2 separate regions of the Mus musculus genome follow, and region 1 is linked to region 2. A link is a contact called in public HiChIP or PLAC-seq data. All regions are on one chromosome and are shown on one strand. Each heading gives the region's core, a stretch centred on a gene start, on an enhancer-like site or on the middle of the called end of the contact. The rest is flanking DNA. Distances are from core to core; before and after follow the strand shown.

The links. HiChIP or PLAC-seq counts read pairs in DNA pulled down with a chosen protein or histone mark.
Region 1: an H3K4me3 HiChIP or PLAC-seq map of embryonic stem cells shows a contact between it and region 2, with 2.3 times the contacts expected there. The contact joins the enhancer-like site here to the promoter of Ust in region 2. A contact is called at or near these places in 1 of 15 datasets of contacts at CTCF or cohesin (embryonic stem cells), 3 of 484 Hi-C or Micro-C datasets (liver, myocytes and nephron progenitors) and 7 of 115 datasets of contacts at active chromatin or transcription factors (bone marrow-derived macrophages, embryonic basal ganglia and embryonic stem cells).

Annotation. Positions count from the first base shown.
Region 1 is chr10:8,557,885-8,561,823 of GRCm38.p6, forward strand. No RefSeq gene overlaps it. Among named protein-coding and RNA genes, the nearest start is that of Ust, 41 kb to the left of the region's middle. Within about 2 kb of position 1,952, at least 10 of the 459 cell types and tissues checked have an H3K27ac peak or open chromatin away from gene starts, as enhancers often do. A contact at or near this core is called in embryonic stem cells, where this site is marked.
Region 2 is chr10:8,517,198-8,521,356 of GRCm38.p6, forward strand. Ust (uronyl-2-sulfotransferase) reads right to left here and starts at 1,628. Exons shown (of 8, transcript NM_177387.3): 1 at 953-1,628. The coding sequence starts at 1,202.

The sequences.
Region 1 (3,939 bases), core at 702-3,201, 41 kb after region 2:
AGTGTAAGTTTCAATGCTTCATTAAAGAGGCATTGCTTTAAATCTTATCTTTAATTCTACTTTCTAGGATAAGAATCACATTAAATATTATCTCAACTAGAAGTATCTTTAGAGGCCCAGCCTCTTGGCCTGCCTTATGCCACGTGTTGGAAAGACTCCAAACCTGGGTTACCAATTTAAAGCTAACTTTCTAGTAACCAGTGTTACACCTTTTTGATCATACCCAATAACTTATAAGCAAATACTCTTGTGATGAAGACATGCAGAGCATATTATGAAAGAACCTAGGTGGGGAAACCCCCACTCAGCTCCCGATTCGGCGTGCACCCAAGAATCATGAATAGAACACAACACCTTGATGTAACAACACGAGGTATTTTAATGGCGGAGCTCTGGGTCGAAACATATCTCACACAGGAGACAGTGGATTTGACCACGAGGCTTGGAAGCTAGGGGTTTTTATAGAAAAGGAGTGGGGCTGGGGGAGGAATTGGCACGGTTTCACATGATTGGTCCATTTAAACATCAGCAGCCTGTAACATTTAACTTAGGTCAGAGGGGTGGGAGCTAGGGAGGCGATGGGCCTGCCCGGGCATGTCCTGGTCTGTTCTGCTATGTTCTCAGCCCCAGGTTTCAAAGCTCACAAACAACTCTTTGGGCTATTTGACATACATTACATGAATCACAGTTTTATTTCCTTTCAATTACACCTCTAAGACCAGTAAAAAACCAAATGAAGCGGCTACACGAGTCTAATCAAAGAATTTCAATTTTTCTAGCTATAATTATAAGATAAAAAAGCACTTTGTCATTTGCCAAACACAATCACGATTGCAGATAATCCTCCAAGAAAAAAAAAACCCGTCTATCAGCTTTTTTTTTTTCTCCAAAACTAAGAGGCTGCAGACTCCCTTTCTTCGGGAGCAGCTTTTCCAGCAGTGGCTCCCCTGCTATGCCTGATCCTGACTAGTGTGTGGCCACTCTCCTCCTCAATCAGCAGATAAAGTTTTAGCCATCTTTATTTTCCAACATGAAACACAGAACATTCAGTCATTCAGACAACTAGACATGAACACACATGAATTGACACATAAACGGACCAGTGCACAAGACATTAGACTAGACATTAGACAACAAAAAGAGGGCAGAGAACTTCTGCTGTAAGGGCCAGAGAGAAAAGGGCAGAGCATCCCCCGAATTTTTCTCTGCCTCTGGGAGAGTTTCAAAATCCATTTTATTTTATTATTACAAATCCTGTTTCTGCAGCCTGATGCAGCTCCTGACTGCAGACATCCGCCTGATTATTTAATTTAAACCCTTTTCCCTCTCGCCTAAAGCAGTTTTAGAAAACTGCGGACAATCGCCTGATCAGTTCCTAGTTCCAATAATTCGCTGCTGACCTAAGTGAATCCAATGCTGGGTTAGCGCTGATTCACACTTAGCCCATATCTTTCTGCACCTCCTGCAACACTTTACCTGTTGCTTCACCATGCCCGGTATGATCCTTTTTTTTCCCTTCCTCTGGAGCTCCATACCAAGCAGTGTTCCTTCAGCGTTTTTCTGCCATTCCTCAAGTCCCATGTACGGATGTCAACTGTTGGAAGCCCACCTGTGGCTCACAAGAAATGGGGTCCACCTGGGAGGAAAGCCAGGACTGAAAAGAGAGGGGAAACTAGGCGGTCGAGAGAAAAATAGAGCTAAGTCAAGTTTCCTGATCAAAGCTCAAATGTTTAATGGCAAATGCTCTTATAAAGGGGAGTGGGGGGAGGCATTCCCGCCATTTCATCCTTGGAGCCTGGAACCAGCTGCAGATGATGAAGTGCAGGATAGGGTATAGTCTCCGGAATAGCTAAGCAGCCTCCCAGCAGGTAGCAGTATCTTGAAGGGACAGTGGCTGAACAATAGAGTGATCTAGGGAGGAAGGCTCCACCCTAGGTAATCTCCTTAGTGGCAGCAAGGTCAAGGTCTGGCTCAGCCTGCTTCAGGCTCAGGGAAGCTTACTGACTCTCCTAGACTCCCCGGTGTGAGATCGAGGGATCTGCTTCTCCCTCGACAGCACTGGGGATACAAGGGTCCACTACTATGCCCAGTTTTTAGTGTGGATGCTGGGAACTGATTCAGGCCTTCAAACTTGCACAGTCATTATCCAACTATCTCCCTGACACCCACACTTTTAAAAGAACAATATCCGGGAGTTATTCTATTGTAAAGATCTTCTGAGATGAACAAACTCGCAAAGGGAGTGTTGCCCAATGTTCGTCAATTGTACCCACTCTTGTGGCTATAGAGAGGGGCCTCTAAGAACGTTCTCTTCATAGAAACAGAATGTCCTCACATATTGATAGACAAGTACCAATTTAAATATGTGTGAAAATAGATAGGTAACTGCAAAACACAGTGTGTATGATGTAAGGAATATTGTTAAGTGTACAGAAAAAGAGAACTGGTAATCCTATGTTGTAGAACATATTTAATCTCAATCAGAGGCTTCTACCCTGCCTTTGATCATTCAGTTCCTGGGTAAAAGACACACAATCTTTATATTTATAATAAAACTTAATCAGCACTAGATCTGGGCAGATATCTACCCTCTATGCTATTAGAATCTATCTCCCCATCAATAACCATGAATTATAACTTGTCATGCTCTGTCTGGACTGCTCTAAACTTCAATTGGCCAGCCCTCATGGCCATGCTTTTATGGCTCACCTATCCCACGGCATCTTCTCTCTCTCCTCCTTCTTCCTCCTCTTGTGGTTCTCCTTAGACCTCAAGCCCAGCAACCTCAGTCTCTGCCTATCTCTGCTTGCCCAGCTATATGTTGTAGGTATCTTTATTCACCAATCAGGAATGGCGGGGGGGGGGGGGGTTGGGGGGGAGATAAGATCACATAGTGTCACTTGGGTCTATGTGCAGATTATCTTGTCCTTAGCATTTAGCATTACAATACATAACAAAAGACCAAGCCTCGGCAATACAGAATAGCACGGATGTTGCATTGGGGAGCTGGTAGGCCAGCAGAGATCTGTTGCAACAAGCAAGGTGACCCCAAAATAAAACTGATAATGAATGCCCATGTTAACTGGTTGCCTGGGGAACCAGTTAAAGATTCAAGGCAAGGCTACATTACCCAGAGCCAGATGTAAAAGACAGCTGCTGCCCTTGCCTTCAGAGGCCACTGGGGTGCTACAATCAAGGTGCAAATCATGGCCAGAGAATCCCCAACTCAAGTACATTCCCTCTCTTTCTTCTGCTTATACCTTTGTATTGTCACAGGGAGGGGTACATCAGGGGATGGGGTGGGGGTAGGGTCTCCCTAAGAGGTTGAACAGTTCGATTTACTGGAGGGCTAATGTGAAATATTGAGAAGAACTAAGCCTTGAAGCAGATTAGATATTCTCTGCATAGTTCAGAGCCAGCCAGCATTTGGGGAGCTTACATAAGGGGCTGAATTAGTTATAGACCAAGTCAAGAACTCATAGTTTTTCTGAACATGAGTTATTGTTGAGTTAAATGATACGACCTTTCTCCCTCAAATATGTATTCCATGTGGAAGGCAGGAGAAAAAGAAGCCAAATTTTCCAGGAAAGCCAGAGCTGGAGAGCTCAGTGATTAGAAAGAATGAAGAGACTTCCTGGACAGCTCTGAGGGAAGGCTCTGAGGCCACAGCTGTGGGAGTGCTGACCCCAGGAAATGTTGGAGCTGATCTGCATCTGCCTGGATGACCCAGTCCAGGACTGTTGGCCCGTGCTAACAGCTTCTGTCTGTCCCAAATCTCTCGTCTTCATCCTTTATCCTGGTGTTTTGGTTCTGTCAATGTTTCAAGACTGACTTGTAGAAATTAGTGGTTGGTGCTGGGTGGTGGTAGCGCATGCCTTTAATGCCAGCATTTGGGAGGCAGAGACAGGCAGGTCAGCCTGGTCTACAAAGTGAGTTCCA
Region 2 (4,159 bases), core at 378-2,877:
GCAGCCCATTCTGGTCCCAGCACTTTGATGGAGTCTCCACCTGAACTGACTCTGGACCTGCAGATGACCACGGTAGGTTCTTCCACTCAAACCACCTCAGAGACAACCCCCGCACGACCTCTCCTGGCCACAGAAGTCAAGGAATTTACACCCTCCCTCAGCCAAGGCACAGGAGCCAGCATCATCCCTGGGACCTGAGCGAGTGCTGGCCAAGCCTTGGCACTCAGAATCATGGATGAGAGAGCAGCGAGGTCATACCTCACTGAAATCTGTTTTCTTGGGTTCCAACCTCTTCCTTTTTCAGCCACGAACCAAAAAGAAAAAAAAAAAAGTTGACTTAAGACACATACGGGGCGGAATTTCGAAGGCGGCACAGTTGACTGGCACCTAGAAACAGCCCCAATTTCTCCCGCACTCTCGCTGCAGTCCGCGGGGTGCGCAGGTGCTGCCAAGGAACAAACCAACCTAGGGAAAGACTGGAATCACCTGGGCCAACTCACAAACGGGGGACCCAGTGGATAGAATATCTAAAAGTGACTGGAAAGCGGGGTTAAACCAGCCCACACAACTCAGAAGGGAAAAGCCAGACGGGACAGGATTGTAAGTTGTTAACCACATCCTAGAGAGGACTGTGCACGCACCGCCAGGCCAGCATACACACAAATATTCACAAACATGCACATGTCTATTCTGCCCCAGTTGGAGTGGCGATTCGGGGACAGGTACGTGGTGTCCGGGCTTGGGACACCTGCCCGGAGTCCCCCGTCGCTGCGGGCAGCCCAGAGTACTGTAGGAAGCAGGCGCTCCCAGCTGCCTCACTGAGGGATGCTCAGTGGCATCCCACCTGGGGAGCCTCGGGGACCGTGGTGGCCGTGACAGCTTTAGATGTTCCCCGCTTATCACCCTTTCCCCGAGTGCCCAACTTTGCGGGGCTGGCGCAGCCCTTCCCTACCCAAATACTGCCGCAGGTCGAGCAGGAAGCGAGGGGGTCCCCCGCTGAGCTGGTAGAAGAGGGAGCCCAGGCAGAAGACCAGCAGGGTAGCCATGCAGAAACCGTAGTCCCGGAGGGAGAAGCGCAGGAAAGGCAGCAGCGGGATCCGGCGCTTGCAGCTGCCCAGGCACGGAGGGGCGCCCCCCACAGGGGCCCCATGGGGCCAGGGATCCGTGCCGCCGCCGGGATGCTGCTGCTGCTTCTTCTTCATCGCCGGCTCCGCCGCCTCGAACAGCCCGCCCCGGCCAGGAAGAGGTCACCCATCCGCCGCCAGCCGGAGCGCCTAGCCGGCTGTCTGCACATGGAGAGGGACGCGCTGAGGGCAGCCGGGTGGGGGCGGGGAGGGGCCGAAGTTGCCGGGCTCAGGGTACTCTGCTCGTCTTGGTCCCCACCGCTCGCTGCGGCCCCAAAGGGCCCAAAATGTCCCGGGCCCCGCCGTGGGGGTGGCGATCGCAACCCACGCCTGGTCGCGCGTCCTGCTAGCAGCCCCGCGTCCCGTAGCAGCCCTGCGCCCCAAGTCCCGCCGCGCCCCGGGCTCGCTCCCGGCTCGCCTCCAGCGCCAGCGTGGACCCCCCGGGCTTTGTGTGGGTCGCGGGCGGTGTGTTTGGTCCCAGTTCAGGCTCGGCTAGCTCAAGGCAGGGAGGATCGGGAGGCGGACACCACCCTCTCGCTCCACCTCCTTGACAGGGGCTTCCCTCCCTCCTCGCCTCTCCTCCCCTCCCCTTTCTCTCTGGCGCGAGACGGCCCGCTCTCCTCCCTCCCCGGCCCTCCCTTCCCTCTCCAACCCTGGGCTCGACGCTGGACTCGGTGTCACATTACGGCTTCTGCTGGGGCGGGCAGGGAGGGAGGAGGGGGCCGAGGATCAGCAACAAGGAAGAAAGTTTTTGGGTGCGTGGATTTTTTTTTTTTCCTCCTCCATTCTCTACAATCTGGTCTCGGTTCCTGCGCTACCAGCGACCTCTTGGGGCCCGCTGACTTCCCTCTCGTAAACAGTCGCCTTGGAGGATTTGACTACGTTTGTCTTTTCATTTGGGGAACTTGATTCTCTTTCTATATCCCAAGCGACCCACCTACCAAAAGCCGATATAAAATGTGCTGGGATATGGGTTCAAGACCTAGCCGGGACGGTAAAAGGCAAGAGGTGGGTGGTTTCGGCAGAGCCAGGCATAGCTCACGCCCTTGGCTCAGAATCAGAGGGCGCTTTTTTCTTGCCCTCCCTCGTCTTACAAGCACTCCACTGAAAACAAGGGTACTCCACTGACTGGAGGAAGACCTTACAGCAGATATAAAAGGAGAAGGCTCTGTGCCTTCACAGACCTGTTTCACCATCTCTCTTCCCACCGCTGGGAAGTTTCTAGAACTGAAAGAGCCCACGGAGCTTCCCAGAGACCTATCCGAGAACAGGGCTGCTCTATCAAACACACTTAATCGTTTTTGTTTTTACAAATCACCAGATACACAAGTGATATGGCCTAAGAGTTACATTGTGATTCCAGTGTCCTAGATTGTTTTTCTGTTGCTGTGATAAACATCATGACCCAAAATAACATGGAGGAAAAAAAGAATTTGTTTGGCTTACCAGTTACAGTCCATTGTGGAGGGAAGGTGAGGCAGGAGGAACCTAGAGACAGGAACTGGAGCAGAAACTGGAGAAATGTGCTTACGCGGGTTCTAGGTTCACCTTCCGCCGTCTTTCTTGTACTGTCCAGGGCCACCTGCTTAGGAACGGCTCTCTGCCTGCTGTGGCCTGGCCCCCCTACATCAATTAGCAATCAAGAAAATGCTCCCCAGACAGGAGCAAAAAAACAATCTGTTGGAGACAGTTCTCCAATAATGTTTTTCTTTTCCAAGCTGAGTTAAGTTGGAAACAGAAGTGACATTTAGTGACATAAGCAGGTAGGTAGGACTGTGAACAAGACAGATATATTAACCACTGCAGCATGACACTGGGCAGATTTCTTCATGGTTTCCCTGGGATTAGAAAACAGCATTTAGCTCAGGCCACACAATTCCGATGCCTCTCAACTCTGATCCCCAAATCATTCTAAATAGTCCAGTAATCAGGAGATGTGGGGCAGTTAAGAGCCTCATAGCTCCACGACTGTTCTCCTGAAAACTTTTAAAACATTATCCATCCAGAGATTATTCCACAGAAAATTGAGAAATGGGATCCTGGGAGCAAGAATTCACAATTAGAGGACAGAATGCATGATGGTTAGTTTTAAAAGTCACATGTCACAACCTAGAATCACGGGATAGAATGTCAATTAAAGACTTGCCTACACTGGATCAGCCTATGGGAATACCTGTGGAGGACTGCCCCGTTGTTATTTAATGTGGGAGGGCCCAGCCCACTGTGAAGCACACGACTCCCTAGGCAGATGGTTCTGGACCGTCTAAAAGAGCATGAGCCAGCAAACAAAATTCTCCATAGGTCCAGTCACACTTCTTTGGCTAGGAAGTGAGGTCAGTGGTCAGGGTTAGTACCATATGGAATAGCAAATAGCCCTGTCTTCAAGTTCCTCTCTTGAGCTCCTTCAATGAGGAAATGTGATTTTGAATTATAAGCCGACTAACCCCTCCCTCCCTAAAGTTGCCTGTGGTCAAGTTATTTCTCACAGCAACAGGAGCTCAAACTGAGCAAACGTGGCTTACCCACCACCTGAATATGAACTTCCTCGTCCACAAGTTCGACCATAGGTGAAGACGACACAAGCCGAGAGTTATGAGGTGGGCAGCACCACACACAGCTACACTCTCAGAGTCACTCCTGCACGGGCACAAACTGCCCTGCCCTGCATTCTCCTGGCCACTGTCTAAGGTCTAGGAGTGCTGTTTGGGACACCAAGTAGAACAGAAGCCCTTTGTTTGTCACAAGAACCCCTAACTGGAGTGCTAATGGCCTGTGTCACATTCACCCCAGCAATGGGGGATTTGTCCGGATTCATGTGTACACTTTAGAGATGTGACTGTCCCTTAGAGAATTAAGCCCATCAGTCATTGCTCATTAGTGTGAATTACTTTCATCAGTACAATGAGTGGCCCAGAATAGACTCCCAATTAATAATTTCTGAGTTGATAAAGACAGGCCAGGAGATGGGAGTTGCCAAGCAATCTTCCTAATGTTTTAGAGACCTCTTCTGACAATCTGGTCCTGGAGCAGAGCCT